Linked DNA regions of Oryctolagus cuniculus: regions 1 and 3 are each linked to region 2. Evidence: chromatin contacts called from public Hi-C and Micro-C data. All regions are on one chromosome and are shown on one strand. The core of a region is the stretch at or near the end of the contact, and the rest is flanking DNA. Distances in the headings are between cores, read along the strand shown. Region 1 overlaps RORA (RAR related orphan receptor A). Region 2 overlaps RORA (RAR related orphan receptor A). Region 3 overlaps RORA (RAR related orphan receptor A).

What was found. Hi-C and Micro-C count contacts between places; a contact is called where the count stands out from the background.
Region 1: a contact with region 2 is called in a Hi-C map of an unstated tissue, with 6 times the contacts expected there. The contact joins two enhancer-like sites. A contact is called at or near these places in 3 of 6 Hi-C or Micro-C datasets (ear pinna, psoas muscle and an unstated tissue).
Region 3: a contact with region 2 is called in a Micro-C map of ear pinna, with 4 times the contacts expected there. The contact joins two enhancer-like sites. A contact is called at or near these places in 2 of 6 Hi-C or Micro-C datasets (ear pinna and psoas muscle).

Annotation. Positions count from the first base shown.
Region 1 is chr12:83,818,654-83,821,837 of mOryCun1.1, forward strand. The region is part of intron 2 of RORA (RAR related orphan receptor A); the gene reads right to left. Among named protein-coding and RNA genes, the nearest start is that of RORA, 340 kb to the right of the region's middle. Within about 2 kb of position 1,593, at least 1 of the 8 cell types and tissues checked has an H3K27ac peak or open chromatin away from gene starts, as enhancers often do. A contact at or near this core is called in ear pinna, where this site is marked.
Region 2 is chr12:83,491,519-83,494,729 of mOryCun1.1, forward strand. All of the region lies in intron 3 of RORA (RAR related orphan receptor A), which reads right to left. Among named protein-coding and RNA genes, the nearest start is that of ICE2, 120 kb to the left of the region's middle. Within about 2 kb of position 1,458, at least 1 of the 8 cell types and tissues checked has an H3K27ac peak or open chromatin away from gene starts, as enhancers often do. A contact at or near this core is called in ear pinna, where this site is marked.
Region 3 is chr12:83,838,333-83,841,447 of mOryCun1.1, forward strand. The region is part of intron 2 of RORA (RAR related orphan receptor A); the gene reads right to left. Among named protein-coding and RNA genes, the nearest start is that of RORA, 320 kb to the right of the region's middle. Within about 2 kb of position 1,714, at least 1 of the 8 cell types and tissues checked has an H3K27ac peak or open chromatin away from gene starts, as enhancers often do. A contact at or near this core is called in ear pinna, where this site is marked.

The sequences.
Region 1 (3,184 bases), core at 343-2,842, 330 kb after region 2:
ACCAGTGACTGCCTTCCCAGGGGCAGCCTTGGCAGAGCCCAGCAGGATCGGCTGTTTCTATTGTTGGATGCATTTATGGGCCCTCCTGGCCGATTTGGCAAGCAGTTTTATAGGAACGGTCTTCCGGGAGCATCCTGCCCTGGGCGAGTGGGGGAGTCTCAGAGTCCCGCTGCTACTCGCTTTGCACCAGTCCTCCTCAGCCCTAAACACCGACTTTCAAGGCTCTGCTATAGTTAGAAATTCAACTGGCAAACTTATGCCATTCGACCCATGACTTCCCCAAGTGTAGTGCCATGCAAAGGTGGCAAATAGTAAGGCCGGCCTTTCAGAATGTACCAGGCACCCCAACCTAAATTCACAGTCGAGAGAACACCTTATTTGCAATAAATGGAATCACAAGTTATTACAGGGGTGATTACCTTCCTAGGCACCATGAATTTAGAATTATGTAAAACAGAAGAAGGCCCGTCTCTAAAAGTTCATCCAACAGTGATTTAAATGAGGTAGCACAAAGTGTGATAGCTTTTAACGTGTTCAAGTTCCCATGGCAAATCCCTGTTATAAAATACTTTGCTGTTTCATTGATTTGATAAGCTTAGGGTGGGGTACGTTTTGCTATCTATATATATTTATATAGTGATAAAGTGTCTTATCACTATATATTTTTCACTTAGAAGCCCAAAAAGTCAATAAGAGCAATCTTTAGGTTGCTATACTTTTCCTACCGTTCACATCGAGTGCCTACGAATTTTGGGCCATAAACTCAGTGTTGGGAACAGCATTTGTTGGCCCTGGAAGAATGTGCAGGCCAAATAAATTAGTAGGCATCTAATTAGTAGGCACCAATGTCCTATGCAACATCCCCAGTACCACATAACTGCAGTAATATATTTGAAACAAGCCAATTAGTATGCCATTTGTACATTAATTCTCTCCAATATATATCCTGAGTTTTCCTAAAGGCCTTCTCATTTGCAAGGTTTACCTTTATGATAAGTGTCCTTATTAAAATATAACTGAACTGCACACACACAGTATGTAGAATAAGTCAAAGTTCTTTTTAAATACTGGTTTCCATGAGGGCTAAAGAGCCTCCTCATTGGGGAATGGATTTGAAGTGGAGCAACAAGGGAATTCACACATGCACAGACAAGTACTATGGCTTCAGTAGGAGAATGCAGATGAAGTCAGGAGACAGGGCTGGGAAATGAGGGTCACCGTGAAAGAACCCGGCAGGGTCCACAGCCCCCGCCACACGTCTGCGAGTCAGACGGGAACAGGTTCAGAGGGGTGGATGCTCTTCAAGATGCTGGCTGGTATTTTAATCCACCCATCCCATCTGCAAAGGGCCTTTGGGCAAAAAGTGTGGCACCTAAGAACGGAAAGATCTCACCAGATTCTAGAATGCACAGGGGCTCAAAGCACACTCTGCAAAACATTCTCCTAAATGAGCACAGAGATGGAAAGCTTCTGACCTCTTCAGCCTGGGCTGCTATTCTGTCACAGTAATGAAAGACGGGAGAGGGTCGGTGGCCAGGGCTTCCCACCAACCAGGAGCAGGAGCAGAGGGCCACGAGAGACAGTCAGGAACCACAGGAGTGGTGTGGGTAGCTGTGGCCGAGGCCGGGGGCGGGGGACACAGTAATAGAACTAGGGAGAGCAAGCAGAACCCAGTGACAAGGGGAAGCCCAGGCTGATTCCTCAACACTCACAAAATACCTCCACCTCTCTGGGGACTCAGAAGGATGCTGGGGTGGAGAGGGGACTTGAATCAGACTGCACGGCACTAGCAGGGCAGGGTGTGGGACTCTGGGGGCTTGGTCTTCACACTGATGAGATCCATTCACCCCCAGGGCTGGAAAGGCTTGGAAAGAATTCAGTTACATAAGCCCTCATCAGCCCCTCCTCTTCTTTCTGACAGGCAGTCTTAGCCCTGTTATTATCTCTGATCTTGGACCACTTCCCTGAGCCACTGGGCAACCAATGTCTCTTTCTCAAAAGTAGGGAGAAATGTAAATTCTTCGGTTTTCTCCTAAGCAGCCAGAGAGTCCCCGATTTGCATGGCCATGTGAGTGTAAAATATGATGATAAAGAATGCAATTCTTAAGACACGTCAAAGACGGCTCATTAGATCAACTTTTTTTTTTCTTTCCCCTGTATTCATGTTGTTTTATTTTTTTTTTAAACAGGGACCACTGTGCCTTCTTTCAAGTGACAAGAGTTGTGACAGCTGCTCTATAAGGTATTCAATGGTTAATTAAGACAAGACTGTCAGTGCCGAGCTCTTTTGTGTTTTGTAGAAAGCAGTTGCTAAACAGATGAAAGTAGGTCTGAGGCAAGGGGTAGCATAACTATTATTTCAATTAATAAATAGCTCTAAAAGTGAAGGAAGTGATCAAGGCCCCCAGAGCGTCTGTATCTGCCCCGGTTCTGTCAGGAAAATTAAACAGAGCGCTCGTGATTGCCATTGCTTCTGCCGAACAGATCCAAGCAAGTTGGGTCACCTGTGCTGAGCGGGTTAGCGTCTGCCTGGTTCTTGGGGCACCCCCTAGTGACACATTTGTTACCCTGGCACTTCCGTTTCGCCACCACAGAGCCAAATGGTGGCCCGGTCTCTTCCCTCTTCCATCTGCATGCTCTCCTGCAATCTTCCCCCTCTCTTCCACCAAAGCAGCCCTAAAATGTATTTTCAGACAAATATCAGGGAAGCGTTTATAAATATTTCAGAGGCATTTCATAAATAAATAAGCAAATCTACAAAAAGACTTCTCTCCTTTAATGAGATCTTGGCTGTGCTATATGCCTTTCTATTTGAGCGTAATGAAAACCAGTTGGGAAGATTTCCATACCGGACTCTCTTTTGGGGAGGGGGTTCATAATATATGAAACACGCCTGCTCCGCGTCTTTGAAACACAGAGCCTTGTCGTTGACATATTAGTCAGCTCTGGCACGAGGGAATAGCTTTTACTCTTTTTAAAGTAAATACTAATCAATAGCAACTGTGCCGACAAAAACCTTCTTGCCGCCTAATTGCATCACAGCTACTCATAGACCCCAACAGAATTTTCCCCTGGATGTAACAAAATTAACTACCAGGGGCTGAGCCAGTGAATTATCACCCTCTCACTATTCAAGTGTAATTAACACAGGGCCCCCGACTTCCACATGTGCCATTACAGGGCC
Region 2 (3,211 bases), core at 208-2,707:
AAAAGCTCTATTCATCTCTCAGCTCATCAATCGAAAGCCTGGAGTGGAGGGAGGTACCCGCAGGACAGCAGCTAGACTGGGGGAGGGGACTTGTACATTCTTTCTCAGAGGGTCAACCTATGGCCTTTTGGGGAATAGCCAACATCAATTCACATCTGAGTGAGCCCTGGTGGATCTCCCAAAAATATACATATATTTTTAAGTAGAGGAACACAGAAACAGTTTAGCTGCTGATTCTCAGTGCCTAATTATGTTTTTTTCTAAATTACTAAATATTAAATACATAGATTAAGGCAGCCTTGATTTTTTATTAATAAACACTGTGAATATTTAAAAATGCACCCAGAAAACATTTCCATGGCGAAGTATTCTTAGAAGATTTGCTCCATAACCATCTTTTAAAACAACTTAGAAGGATTTCAAGGAAACTGACGTCTTCATCTACCTCTGCAGATCTGTCTACCCACATACAAACCCATCTCCTCATCCACCCACTTCTCCATTTGTCCTTCCATCCGTCTACTGTTCTGTCCAGTAAATAGTCATTTATAAAAATGATATTCCCAGGCAGCCCAGGACAAACTACAACTATCTGGGGGCTGCTGTGGGTGATTCTGGCTGCTGCTCTTAGGCACTTTTATTGCCATTCACTTGGCTGGGATGGAAAGATTGAAGAAGCAGGAGCCTGGTGAGAACTATTAATACATTTACAAGTGTATCTTCCCGGTAGGATAACAAAGATGTAATCCACATACTCTATAAAAAGACTATTTCTACCTAGAAATTATTTGAGAACTGGCAGGATTAATGAAATTATGTGGTCCGCGTTTCAAATCGAGGCCAAAGGGGTTTTCTCGGGCATCATGTCACCTTCCTTATGCTCCAAGTGACACAACTCCAATACACACCAGCAAGAGGCTGCCCATGGAACGGTGCTTGTAACATTCTCTCTGCTCTGTGGAAGGTCTGGGCTTGCCCCCCCCCCCCACGCCTGGACAATAGCTGGATCCCTTCTCGGCCGACTTCAGTAGGGGCAGCCACTTGGGTTTTACCTTCTCAAAAGCCAGGCACCCCCCTTCCGCCGATCCTACCCATCACGGGCAGGGGACAAAAAACTCAGCTAAGGAGTGACATGGAAATGGTGCTTCATGTTTTACTCAGTTAAAAAAAAAAAAAAGCCAAGTTCTCGCTAAATAAATAAATAAATGAAAACCCTATTTACTGGGATTGCACGCACTACAATGCACATGTTCAACATGGTAAGATGCCCCGTATTTGTCCATGAATGGGCTGTAGGAAAAACCCTATGACGGGATGGACATTGCCTCGAAGCCTCCCTACCCACACCAAGCTCCACTTAGGTGAACACAGGCTGAGCTCCTGTGAAGCCAAGGGGTATTTAGTCTGCCGCAACCAAGCACGCTCTCGCATTTCCTTGCTACTGCACGCCATCTGACCAATGCACCTTCCCGATGAGCAGAACTATCAATGTGATCACTGCTCGCCTCCGTCTGGCAAGAAGCAAGCTAACCACGGTACTGGGATTTGGTTGTTAAGCAAAAATAAAACCGAAGGATGAGACCAGGGGTGCTTAAATGAAGATTTATGACTTCTAAGCATGAAACCACTGTAAGCCTAAACTTATTTGACAACTAACACACAGGAAGGATATTCTCTTTGCTGAGTTCAAAAGGCCTGATTTACTGATTTAAAACACACACACACACAAGTAAATCAGCCAACAAAGAGAAATGTTTCTCTTTTATGGTCGCTTGTTCTCTCCTCCCTTGCCCACATGCATCTGTGTACCAAAAAGCTGTATGGCAAAAGATTGTTTCTGTTTCGCATAAAAAAATCTAATTAGACAAACTTACACATGGAACCAATTTAGCTATTAAAACTGAGAGGCAACAGGGAAGTCTTTAATATGATGCTGGGCCAACTTTTTCCCCTTCAATCTGATATGGAAACATTTTACAGCATTCCTCTTTTTCCCACAAACTATTTTTCTTCAGCTTAAATTTGCACCGGGGCAAGATAATCCCATTAAAACACAGGATGTTATGATGCCGGGAATGAAATATACTAATTGTTCTCTCCTCCCTCTCTCAAGCAGCTGAGCTGACAGAGAAACGGCTGTGCCAGGACCTGCGAGCTACTTCTCCCAAAGCACAATACTATATGGCAGCCAGAGGTCACCCCAAGACAGATGTGTGAGCTACAGCTCTGGGGGGCAGCTGTGTGTGCAGGTGAGCTTCTCCTGGTTGTATTAGCAGGAGACACAGTGGCTACCTGAACTTGACAGTGGGTACTAGAACTACAAAAGCAAAAGCCTGTGTATCAGTGAACATCAAAAGAAAATGAAAATATGAAAATACACTTTCCTTATGATTTGAAGGTTCATGTTCATTAGGGACGACACATTCTAAAAATGTCTCTGCCTCTTATCTCTTTCCCCATTCAACACAAAGTATATTAAACAGATAAAACTGTATTAAATGGATAAGGGTTGGCACTGACACTTCCTACATAACAAAATCTATTTTTGTAATTTAAGGGGGAAAACTGGAAGAGGCACCTTAACTGCAAAGCAGGAGTCATTTTACGCTAACAGTATTTATGACAACACCCCAAGTTTTTGAAAGAGGAGAGAGAATTACTTTTACGTAAGAAGTGGTAAGAAACTCAATTTTTTTTCTCCTCAAAAGATTTTAAGAGCATGGATCACACGGCAAGGTTTTTTCTTCCCTGTGTCTAAAAATCATGAAATTGCATGTTCTAAAAATTATTAAATCCCATTTTCTGCAAGCTGCAGGGGCAAAGAGAGAATATTTGGCTGGGGGCACATCGTGTAGCAAGATTTCACTTGGAGCCGCGACCAGCGCGTTCCGGCCTGTTCATAATGAATGCTCAAGAGATGCCACCCAATCTCCAGTGAAAAAAGGCACAGCTGGGTGATCCGAAAGTCAACCTAGCACAGCCACCGAACCGCCGTCTTTCAACCCCCTCCGCAACAAACCCCAGCCTAGAAGAGGGGCCCGGACCACCTCTGCGCCCCAGCGAAGCCGTGCCCGCCCAGAACAGATGGGTTCTAAATCCCCGAGGCGGGCGGCCGGGCCTGCGAAGCCGCTCGGGCAGATTATCCGCTGCGAGGACGCGCCGGGCGCACAGAGGGCTGCGGGCTGTTTCCCGGGGGCGGTTTGCAACAGTC
Region 3 (3,115 bases), core at 464-2,963, 350 kb after region 2:
AATAAGAATAAACCCTAATGTGAACTATGAACTTGGAGAGACTGTGATGCATCAGTATGGGTTCACTGATTATCACAGGTACTGTTCTGGTGGCAGGTGCAGACAGGGAGGGGGGTTGTGTGTGTGGATGGGACACAGGTTTACGGAAAATCCTGAACCTTCTCAATTTTTCCAGGAGTCTAAAATTTCTATTAAAAAAATGACAACTATTTAAAAAATACTCACATCACCATCATTGTGAAGTGCTTAACGAGTTACCCCAATTCACCCACAACAGTCGTTTTACAACTGCTTTGCTCATACCACACCCAAAATAAGATGTAGTTGGTGTGGACTTTTAAAAAATTATTATTCTTAATCCATTCCATCTCTTAACAAACTATAAGGAAAATGGATACGGAGTCTGTCTCTGACACCTGCCCACCCATCACAGAATATTTGGCAGATCAAAAAAAGGTACTATCAGGAAGGCTCCTGAAACATCCAGAGCTTCCGTTCATAGCCTTCTGAATTCTTCAGAACCATGGACGGCTGCTTTCACCGTCACAGACCAGACCCTTTAGCACAAGACAGGAAAGCAGCTACAATTGTCACACAACATGCTGAAGAATCTGGAAAGGGCATTTCCAGGAAGACAGACAAGGCATAGTATCTGCTCTCAACTGTTTACAAGAATCAAGTGTTTGAAGCTGCTCCGATACACACACTGCCCAACTTAAGGCAACAGGAAATCAGACAGGACCCATGCTTTGCACTTTGTACTATTCAGCACTGAAAGCTCTCGTGTTTTTCTTGCACACTGCATGCTGTCCACTGAAGTGCGAACAAAGGCAAGCTCAGGTACCCAAGCAGTGTTCTACCTTGTGATGATTCCTTCAAAAAAGATGGTCTCTTGGACTACACGTCTTGAAGTTCTTCCTCTAGAGGAAGCATCTTTCTGCATTTTATTAAATAAGCAGTTAGTGTTTTTTTCCCCAACCCTCTTCCTCACAACCCAAGGGAAGAGCCTTCATTTTATTGATTTGTGTCTTCCCCACTTCAGCACAGCACCTGGCGAATGGACAGTCCTCAACAAATGAGTTTGAGACAAACTAGTGAATGAGAGGGAGCAGAGGCTGTGGGGAAAACACTGGGCTGGGAGCTGCAAGCCTGTGGTCTGGGCCTCTCTTGCTCTTAGGACTTGGGGTGACTTGAGCCTCTACCTCCCAAGGGCTCCAATGATCTCCAGGATCTCGCCCGACTCTTAAAAAGGGAATCCATAATGTCAGAAAGTATTTATTTTACTTCTTACTTTGCAGTGTTGAGCCCTCTATTTGTTAACACCTAGATACTAACTGCGAAGCAGAGGACCCCAGCCTTTCACAGCAGTCCACAGCAAAGACACTGTGTTCTGCGAGCTGCCCTGTAACTTATAGGTCTATCATGTCCCCACTGCAGATGCCAGTGGCAGCAACCCCACCCAGAACAGCCTAAAGGAACCCTCCCATCTAACTCACCCAACAGGCACACCACGTGTTGGATGTGTGCCAAGTGAGTGGCACTGGGAGCCAGGCATAGCCGGGGTTCAGAAGGCTTCTCTTTCCCAGTTAGTCCATGTCTGACCCTGCTGTAAGAGCAGCTGGGGTGACTGACCTTCGTCATGGCCAGTCACAGGGCACTGAAGTTTAAGAGGTAAGCACTGGCAGGGGTGAGCACAGGTAGGGTTGGCCTATGAAAACTTACCATGTGCGTGAAAACGACCTTGGCACTTGCTCCCCTGTTTCCTGCCATCCATCCACACCCTCTTTACACTATCTCACTCCAGAAAAGAACTCTGGCTTTCAGCTTGTTGACAACTCATCTCCTGATGGTGTTAGCTGATGACTTCTCTGAGGCTTATGGTGTGACCAATATGGATGCAGGAAGAACAGAAGGGAGGTGCTGAGTTATATTTACTCGGCTCTCTTTCACCCACTTACAATGAAGCACACAGCTGGGATGAGTATTCTCTTGCTTTTTAAAGCCTTTTTTATAGCACCACTACCACCAAAATATGCTCATATTATACAAACAATAAAAACAGATTAGAACAAAGAGGAAACCAACGTTACCACGTATGACAGTTGTTGAAATTCTTTCATACAGTTATCAATGCATATATTTCTTAAATGTCCACAATTATATTCCCACCCAACAGATAATGGAATTATATTTTTAATAGAACAGAAATTCTATTCTATTCTATTTTATTCTAATGGATAGAAGCATGTAATTCTATTGTATGATTATATTTTTTTGGTTTACTGAAGTGGGGAGTTGTATTTTGAGAGGGAATTCTTAGAAACAGAAAGCTTCTAGGATACAAAGGAATGAATGTTTTGTGGTAGAACAAATTGCTAAGGCAAACAGACTTCCCTAGTCCATCTTCAAATCTCCAACTAGAAAAGCCTCTTTATCTTCAGCCCCTCTCAGGTACCACTCAGTGACTTGTCAGCATTCAGACACTCACAGCTCTAAAGGCAGGCCTGGGAAAAGAACTGGACTTAAAGTCAGAAAACCTGGTCTTTTACCAGCTCAGGGACCTTGGACATGTTACTCAACCTCTCCATCTTGGAATGCCCTATTAGTTAGTGAAGAACAGATACACAGTAAAATTAGTGGAGTGATAATACAGAAGTGGCTCAAGGAGGCAGCCAGATAACAGGGTGAAAATAATTCGTAAACCATGATTGCATAGAGATCCAATGAACACCTATTGATAATACATGTTACCATTTTCAAGAATTCAAATGTCATCTAACAATTGAGAAAGCTCTTGCATGTTGCATTCTGGACTGGATTCTGGCTGCAGCCATAGTTGTAGAATGCTCTCTGGATAGCATTATTGGAAACTTGTCATTATTTGAAAGTTTCTCATGCTGAGACATCCCCCAGCTCAGAGTTTGTCACCTTTAGATTACCTATCTTTTCTAGATAGGTTCAACTCCCAAGGGAACACTTGCGATGTTCCCACATTCAACCCTAAAGAGGACAGGCTGGACCAGGAGACCAGCCAAGAGATGTCAGGTTACACCATTGTTCAGGGCAACAAAGCACTGCTCTGTTTCCCTGCGCCTCTCCAGGGCCACAGAACTAA